Linked DNA regions of Gossypium hirsutum: region 1 is linked to region 2. Evidence: chromatin contacts called from public Hi-C data. All regions are on one chromosome and are shown on one strand. The core of a region is the stretch at or near the end of the contact, and the rest is flanking DNA. Distances in the headings are between cores, read along the strand shown. Region 1 holds the start of LOC121212489. Region 2 has its middle 10 kb from the start of LOC121212488.

What was found. Hi-C and Micro-C count contacts between places; a contact is called where the count stands out from the background.
Region 1: a contact with region 2 is called in a Hi-C map of leaf, with 2.0 times the contacts expected there. The contact joins the promoter of LOC121212489 here to the enhancer-like site in region 2. A contact is called at or near these places in 6 of 34 Hi-C or Micro-C datasets (anther, callus, fibers and 2 more).

What each region holds. Positions count from the first base shown.
Region 1 is chrA13:94,604,000-94,608,613 of Gossypium_hirsutum_v2.1, forward strand. It overlaps LOC121212489, which reads right to left and starts at 3,206. Exons shown (of 3, transcript XM_041085312.1): 1 at 2,539-3,206; 2 at 1,638-1,766; 3 at 1-1,300. The coding sequence starts at 2,901.
Region 2 is chrA13:94,551,358-94,555,974 of Gossypium_hirsutum_v2.1, forward strand. No RefSeq gene overlaps it. Among protein-coding and RNA genes, the nearest start is that of LOC121212488, 10 kb to the left of the region's middle. Within about 2 kb of position 2,259, at least 1 of the 9 cell types and tissues checked has an H3K27ac peak or open chromatin away from gene starts, as enhancers often do. A contact at or near this core is called in leaf, where this site is marked.

The DNA of each region.
Region 1 (4,614 bases), core at 1,956-4,455, 54 kb after region 2:
TTCCATTGGTTCCTTCTACTGAGATTACCTTGAAATGTTCTTCATGTTTTGGGACTGATCTCCAAAGCCTCACAATGGGCGACACCTTCTTCAACTGTCTTGCAGGCAAGGAACAAACTTCGCTAATTTCTGTCACTGGGGTATCTCCTTCCCATTCAGTTCCACTCCCAGAGAGATTGCTGTGCCGATGAAACTTATCTGCAGATGCAGCACTCCCTTTCGGTGAATAACTTGGGCCTTGACCCTCAATATGGCTGATAGTTTCCCATCCACTCTCATCTTCTTCAATCTCATCTTTCTGATCACCATACAGATTCGAATGTCTCAGATTACCGTCTTTTTTCATCATATTCATTTCAGCACTTGCCATATGAACTTTAGAGGCACGGTTGGCTGGACTACATGCAACAGATGGTTCAGTTTCCCTTTCATTGGCCTCAGCTAACGCCACATCTTCGAGAACAGCAAAAATGTCATCAGGGTTTGCCGGCTCATATGCAAATTCCTTGATTTCTTGGACATTAACTGAAGCAGCAGCTTGTCGAAGTGATTCTGCTTCTCTCATGTCTTTCACATCCAGAGTTCCGGTCCTTGACCTTAGAAAAGTATCTAAATCTGCAACAAGCTTGTTCATCTGTGAATACCTTTCTTCAAGTGCTACTTTTGCATCAATGAGCTTCATCTGTACACGTTCTTCACGCCAGACCTCAGCCATCTGCAACATCTTTCTTTCCCCGTCAACTTCGTCTCGAAGCTTCATGGAATCTCTATTTAATGCTTCCACTTCACTCTTGTCTTCTCCAATTTCCTTAGCAAGCTCATCGCATACTTCTTCAATTAGTTCTCTGTCCTTTCTTTCCTTTTCATAGTCCTGCATATATTGCTTTGCTGATAAACTGGCAGCAGCCAGCTCTTTCACCAATTTGGAACTGACAATCTCGAGTCTCTGCCGGTTTTTCTTTTCTCGATTCAAGTCAGCTTTGACATCATTGACAAATGCACGTATTTTCTCATGCTCTCTGCTTCGCCACGCAGCTCTTTCCTCACTAACTTTCCTCAAGAAGTGCTCAAGTTTCTTCTTTGAGGACCAGCACTCAGTTTCAAGCTCTTTGATGCGAACTCGAGCCTGCTCTAGCTCAGCTTCAAGGGCAGAAACAATTGATACTGCACTTACTTGCTGGTCAATACCCTTCATGCGACTATAAATTTGTTGTACCTCATCTGTTGTTCTGAAGCAGACAGGATCCCACTTCGTTGCCCCCTCCATTGCAGAGTTTGAAAATTGAATTAAAGGCCCGACCTTAAAAAGGAGAAAAGTAGCTTAAGATCAGAAGAGTAAGAAATCAATTAATTTTCATACAAATAAATTCTGCATTTATCTGGGACCAAGGCTTTCGCGTTGGTAATATTTGAGATGCCGAAAAGAACAAGAACATTTTATTTTCTTTACAAGATCATCAAAATGGAACCTAACAAATCCCACTAAGAGAAACTATAGAATGCAGGTTCTGCAATGCACGACACATTTGCCGCACGAGTGAGATACCAATGGTTTGGTTCTCTATCAATGTTTTACATATTGATCAGATCATTACAAGTTCAAGATTGAATGATGAAGCTCAAGGAGGCAAGCATACCTTACGCGGGAAGCTGTTCTTTGCAGGAGAGACAGAACTAGGGCTTTGTAACGGATTCTTTGGCTCTGAACCATAGAATTTGTCCTTGTGATGATAAAGAAACGGGACACCGATAAAACGGTTACCAGCCTGCAGAAAATTACAAGGTAATTAAACTCATAAGGTCCTAATAATGAATCAAATAATAAATCAATCAGGACACAGAAGTATATCAGTAAAAGCAGAGCAAGCAGAAGAACATTCAGATGTAATTTAAACAAATTATCAAATGTATAGAGGATCAAGCAAATAGTAACTGTCAACAAATCTTATAACCCTTTTTCAAAGATAAATATCCATAGAAAGCCTGTAAAATACTACTCATAGAAGCCTCTCAGAATTACAACAATAAAAACCAGACCATAGCTTACAATGACAAGAAACTTCAAACATGATCAATGCATCAAAAAGGTGATTGTCGGAAATGAGCATATGTGCAATATCAATATATAAAAAAAAATTAATGTCCTTTTTTTTAATGTTTTTAAAAGATCTTGCATCTTACCTCAGTACCAATATCCCGGAGATGTATTAATAAAGATGAACTTTAAGAAAAATGAAAAGTCCATTATATTATACAAAATCATATCAATCATTATAAAGAACATTTTCTTGGGCTAGCAAAAGTAGAAAGCTTCATTTTCTTGGCATGCAGGCAAAATCTAAAACACTTTTAAAAATTGAAAATAACACTTTAACAATGATTGTATTATAAAAGAAGAGCATTATTTTCAGTATTAAAGCTTCAAACTTAAGCAGAAAATTATCCAAACAATCACACTTTTTCATCACATCATTCCCATTGTAACGAAAATAAATAAAACTACAGATCTTTGAGCCAGAAAAGGTTAAAATATCTCACCTTCAACCCCAACTGATCCCTCCTCCTCTCTCCCCCACCCAGCGTCACCGTCTCTGGCAACTGCAACCGCCACAATCCACCTGCAAGCTTCCTCGCTGACACAGTTGAAGTTCCTTTCCTCCGTCGTGCACGACCACCATCCTCCTCCTCCTCGAGCTCCTTCTCAACTCCACCGCCTTTATCTCTCACTCTCTCCCTTTCCTCCATCTTCCATTTCAACAACGGCGTCTCCGGCCTGCTCCGCCTCCCAACTACCGCTGCACCGACTCTCTTCCACCTCGTGTTCCGTGTCGTCCGCTTCCTCGTCGGCTTGAGATCCGCGTCCGCCGGATTCCTTCCCGAAAATGTCGTCGGTAAACTCATTTCCACTGTCACCTTCTTCACTCCGAAACTCAAACCTCTTCCATCAACATTCCAAAACCAAATAACATAAAATAAAGAGAAACAAATTTCCAACTTCACGTTGAAAACAAAACAATACTTTGAAATTTTAGTTTGTGAAAAACTCCATTTCTCTTTCGGTGAAGTCTCTGAAAGTGAATGAAGGTAGTGAGAGATAGGGGTGAAAAAAAGCTGAACTAAGACAGGATTAAGAGAGAGAGAGGTTGAGTTGATGTTTTCTACTTTGGTTGTTTCTGAAATGGAGAAAAAAAAAAGCAGATGTAGTCTAGATGTGTACAAAAATACGGTAATACATTTTACTGTATTTTATACGGTCAACATATAATGTGGAATTAGATACGTTGTCGCTTACTAGCTGTTTGATTACGTGCTTTGTGATTCCAACGCTGTGGACAATCTAAATTGAACTTAGATTCGAAGAAAATATATATTCATGTTAGAATTGTGTTATTAATCCCCGCACTATGCATAAATTAAATTATATATGTATTCTATTTTCTATATAATTTTTAATTTTAACATAATACTGCAACAATAGTTAAATTCATTATCTAGAATTTTGCTGAATAATATATAGACATAACAAATTGATATAGTATTACACAGTAATAACACATAATATTTTGAAAACAATCCAATTATTGATTGAAAAAACAGTAGGGATTAAAATTTCAATTTTAAAAAAAGTTAGGAAAAAGTCCATTGATAATTAAAAAGCATGGGAGAGGATAAACCATGTGGCATTTTTAGAGAAATCCACGTGGGATTTGAAATAACAATTATCAAACTTGGTAATTCCTTTCTTAATTATTCCTTTGGAAGCAGACGAATTGAACCCACATGGGGTGGGTTGATGTTCGTGCCTAAAGGAAATTGAATAATATATTATGTCCTTTTTACTTAGCAAATATTAGATCTAATCTTAATTAATTAACCCTTCAAACAAGTTAATAGTTATTTTAGATATATATTATAATTGGGAAAGAGTAGGGTTGGACCAATTTTATTATGCTCTAACACAAATATTTTTACTCAGTTTGATGAAGAGCTTGAAATTAGTTAATTTTTAATAAATTTAAGTTGAATCAATTCAATGGGTTTTAGACTTGTTAAAAACAAGCATATAAAAAGAGGGTAAGATTTAAAACTAAGTAATCCAAAGTGATAAGAGTTGCCCCAAAGTTTATGCGGCCAACACTTGTAAGGAAAATTTTTGTCTTATAATTTGTTCGGTATAATAAAAGATTGTGGGGCACCCAAGAACCAGACTTCAATAATATTTGTTCCAAGTGGGGGTTTTCATGGGACTTGTGGTTAATCAATGGCCCACTAGTGTTCCAATGCCTTATAATTAAGCTGCATATAGTAAAGAAAAAGGCAAATCAAATCCTACTTGCTAGCAATGTGCCCAAAAGACTAGGGTACTATCACCCATGGCAGCATTCAATTACTAAAAAACATGACAAAAACACATTTATGATCGCAATTTAAATCCTACCGTCTTTTGTACTAAGAAAACCCCAAAAGATGGCATAAAAAGGAAACTTAGAGAAGCGTGCGACGGTTTGGACTCCATTTGTTAGATGGTGGGCATCCTTTGTGGTCATTTCTAAATGTGTGTAATTGGATAGTCTACACCATCTTCCATCAAGCTGGGAATTGAGTGACAAAATG
Region 2 (4,617 bases), core at 1,009-3,508:
AATCTATAAATAGGTTCATTTGTCACAGGTTATGGACACCAATTACTTAGCTTAGAATCTCTCTTTTAATTTTAGTTTAAGTATTTCTTTCCTTAGGTTTTAGATTTATTTTCAGTTTGTTCTTTGTTTTATTTCAGGAGATCTAATTGGTGGATACAATCAAACCTTGTGGATTCACTTTCATTCATAATACAAATCAGGCTTTTTCTTAAACTCTATACTTTCGATTCATTTATCATGTTTACACTTTATATCGATTCTACATTGTTTAAGGAAGCCATGAGGAACTAATCCCTCATGGGGGATTAGCGAGTGGAGGTATGATCTATTAACTGTTTTGTAGGGTTACTCAATGGACCAACTATTTAGGAAAGGAAAAACCTAAACCCTAGGCTTGACAACCCTAATAAGTTATCAATATGGAAATTAATCCAAAATTGGTATGGCCTATCCGTAAACACCTTAACACCAAATCGGTATGGACTGTGAGGTCAAAAGATAAGTAGTCCTTACTGATTCATTATTCTAATGGGCATATCAGAAGATCCTACTAGGAGATCAACTAGTTGACTGATGAGGAACTCGAAGCGGTAGTTGATGAAGATTATCGAAGTGAGCTAATCACCCATAATTAGATTTGATTAATTCAACTTTTCAATTTCTTGATACTTATTTATTTGTTATGTTTTATTATTATAAAAACCCCCAAGTTCCTTTTATTTATATTTGGATAATATAAACTATTTCAAGTACTAATTAGATCTTTTGGTGTTTAGGTTGAAATTGATCTAGTTCTAGCCTCTTTTGGGTATGATCCTCAGAGTATTCACCTACTCCGTTGTAATTATATTACAACCTGACCTCTATACTTACGGATACCACCTCACTTCTATATATCTTTTGTTGTAATATTCGCATTCTGGACGTCCAGAGGCGATCAAGTTGTTGGCACTGTTGCCTAGGAGACATCGTCACTAGTTTAATTTTAATTTTTGCACTTCAGTAAGACTAATTAAGAAATTTTTAGGTTATAGATACGATTCTCAAATTATTTTGTTTGACTAATTAACATCACTGATTTTATTTGTTTTTTCAGGAGGACCTTAGTGCACATTTGTCTCGTGTGAATATGATGTTTAAATTGTGCAAGTATACACGTCGAATCAAGTAATAAAGTGATGACTGAGTATCGTTCTTACGAGGATTGGATAAGTGTTCTTTGTCTAAGTTACCACAATTGAATAGAAAAGATAATTGTATTAAATAATATTTAAATAAAATTAAAATGGGATTAACAAGTTAGAAATAAGAGTAATGAAGTATATTAGCAGAGATTGCAATTGCAACACTTCAAACAATAGTACTAAAAACTTTAGCAATATTGAAATATTGATCATAAAGGTTGGGATTACTAAGGGATCGGTTCTAACTTGTGAACAATGTCATGGAAAAACTATAGCAAACTTACTATTCGATTAGGTACTAATGTAGTTTACCTTTGTCGAAAGCAAAACTTAAGGTTATTCACCCATAAGGCACTATAAGACTATAGGCTTAGGAGTAACAACCACTACTAAGCATAACCCTCTAAATCGTATAAGGTAAGACTATATGTCTAGAGTTTACACGAGTGCTTCACTCAACACTTACTTATATTACCCAACTTTGATCCAAGTAGCCTAACCCTGTCGGTATTAAGCTGTCTTAAGGCTTAACGAGCATTTATCAATACCATAACAAACATTTAAACAAATACAACCATTGAATAAAATAGCAAAGTGAACCATATTAATCCAAAAATTGTAGTCAAATTTTAAACATCATCTAAAGCAATCTTCAGCCATATGAAGTTAGCTCATGGCTAGACTACACAAATCCAAGTTTGTTCGTATCATCAACATCCCAACTAATAGTTTAGAATCGAAGAATGGAAACCAAATGTAGAGAAAGAAATCTAGGTTCGAAACACAAATTTTCCACTCAGCATTTTGTTGCTTGGCTTCACCGATGCTCCTAGTAGCTCAATTTGCCCTCCTTGCTGCAATGAGATCTCTGTCGAAGCTCAAAAATTTACATTCAGCGGTACTTTCAACTCTCATTAATAGCAGACCTCAAGTGTGGCCGCCAATTATTTTCTTTCTTTTTTTTTCCCTTTTTCGTCTCTCTTTTCCTCGTCCTTTCTCTTGTCTTTTATACTTAGGTCCTCCTCTATGTTAGAACCCGCCAACCAATGATTGTTTTTTCCTAATTTTGAGGTGAATATTTTCCATTACATGTGCATGTGGGGGGACCAGCTGCTGAGTGCTCTCATTGCTGACTAGGTGGTTGTCATTTTCTTTGCCAACATTGCCATGGCAACTTCTCATAATGCCTCGGTAAGCTCCATCCTCTACAATCCTTTTTCTTTAAACCTGCCATTCAGCTACAACAAGATCTTTCCGTAAGCAATTAAAAGTAGAGATGCAATAAAGTAATCACCATATCAAGCTACTAAATGAAGTGCTCAATTGACAAAAAATGATTATGCAATTACCTAAAATGAAGCTAATTTTACTTAAGTACAAGCAATTAAATAAGTCTAAAAGTATGAGTTATAACTATTTTCAAGAGTTATCAACATTCTTAATACAAACTATCGCCATAGTAATTATAGGAGATCAGTCAACGAGACTATGGATAATTTTGATTATATGTGGTTAGACGAAGACTTAGATTATGACACTGATATTTATGAAGAAAATGGTCTATGAGAACTGGGAGATACAGGAGAACCAATGATTATTGATGCTTGAATTGAGTCAATTTCGATATGAAGCCTCAACCCCTTCCCAAGATGATAGCAACAACAATAGTGTACACTCAGGACGTTACCAAGATGAATTAAGCCAAGGATTGATCAAGGAGAAGAATTCAATGATAATCACTTGTGAGGAAAATGAACTCTTGGATTATCATTTATCCCAACAAACAGAAGAGTATCAAGATGAATCGAATGAAATGGAAACAAGGGAAGCTATGAAACCGGTTGAGGAAATAGAGAGTGGATGGAAGAATTAGGCAGGCATGGAAATTATCTTCCTAACAACTTTAGGTTCTTCCGACATGGCCAGAATGTTAGAGTAGTATAATACGGACCTACAAACGGAGACAATTATATTCATGGCCAACCTAGTGGAAGAAACCCCAAAAATTCAAGAGCTTATAGAGAAAAGCAAGAATGAACCGGCGATTCTAGTTGATAAACTTGACAACCAAACACCTCAAAAATTCAATGATCTAGGAATTTTCCATATGCTGACAAGAACCGAAAAAATATATCTTGATAGGACTTATGACCACATAACAGGCATCAATCGTGCTGGACAATTGATAATCTTGGAGATCGAGCTATAGAAACCATGAAATGTTCAATTACTACAAGAACCACTTAAGAGAGTTATCTGCTAACAAGTGGAAAAATTCGAAAGCTCTCGGAGTTGGAATCCAAGTAATGTAGCACATAATTCTTTGCTAATCAAGACTTTAGAGAATATTCTTGCAAAGTTATTCCTGACAGATGAGATGAACAAATACATAATGAACAACAAATATGAATCACGATTCTTAACCTTCATACGGGGTAAAGATGCCAAGTAGAAATTAATGTGGTTGCATGGTTATGTAATCTTACAAGTAATTAATAGTTATGATCTGCAAAAAGAATTGTCAGTAGTTAGGGAAGGCCGAAAAGGTAAATTCAGAGAGAAAGATAACCGTAAACGAATAGAATGGCACGATGGATGTTGGACTAATGCAGACATAAATAATTTACAGGGAGCGCCTAAATGCATACTAACTGAGCTGGCGGATGAGTCCGACAACAAGACCTAACATTTTCATTTAAGCTCTAACTAACTATACAACATTGTATATTTCACTAGCCAATAAATATTACAGGAAGATCGAAAACAGAGTTAACAAGCCCTTGAACCATTCTAAGAATTGGAAAGTTGGGAAAACTGAGTCAAGGTTGCAACACGGTCACCCCATGTCACAACACCATGTCCAATGGTAAGGAATTACAAAAATCATATTGACGTCGTGACACCACTCTTTCGTGTCGCGACAGGGAAGATAGTTTCCCAAAATTTCGAAACTGCAGGGTGTGTCACGACATTGAACCCTGGATGAGCTTGAATATTTGGTGAGCTCGCAGTCTTGTTGAGCTCACAGTCTTGATGAGCTCGTAGTTTTGTAGAGCTCGTGCATTTGATGAGCTTGCAGACTTGTGTTCAGGGTTTGCCATTGCATGGATGGTCACTTCGCAACAAATGGTAGCAACCTTAATTCTTTTACTCCTTCTCGGCTTATTCATAACCCAAGAAATATATCAATTGAATTTTTACATTTGAAATACCTTTAAAACGCTGCTAGCTTCCCAGTCCTCTCTTACTTAGAGTGCTCTGAAAAGCATCCTAAACCTCCTTTCCAAAGGCATCATATGGTTCGTTTCAAATGGTTTCGACACTTAAAATATTTGGTGGGATAACTAGTAATGGTCTTGGTTCTATTAGGAACCTCATTAAGGGTCCTTGACTCGTGATGAGGATCTTTTGAGGTGACAAGTTTTGATCTCCC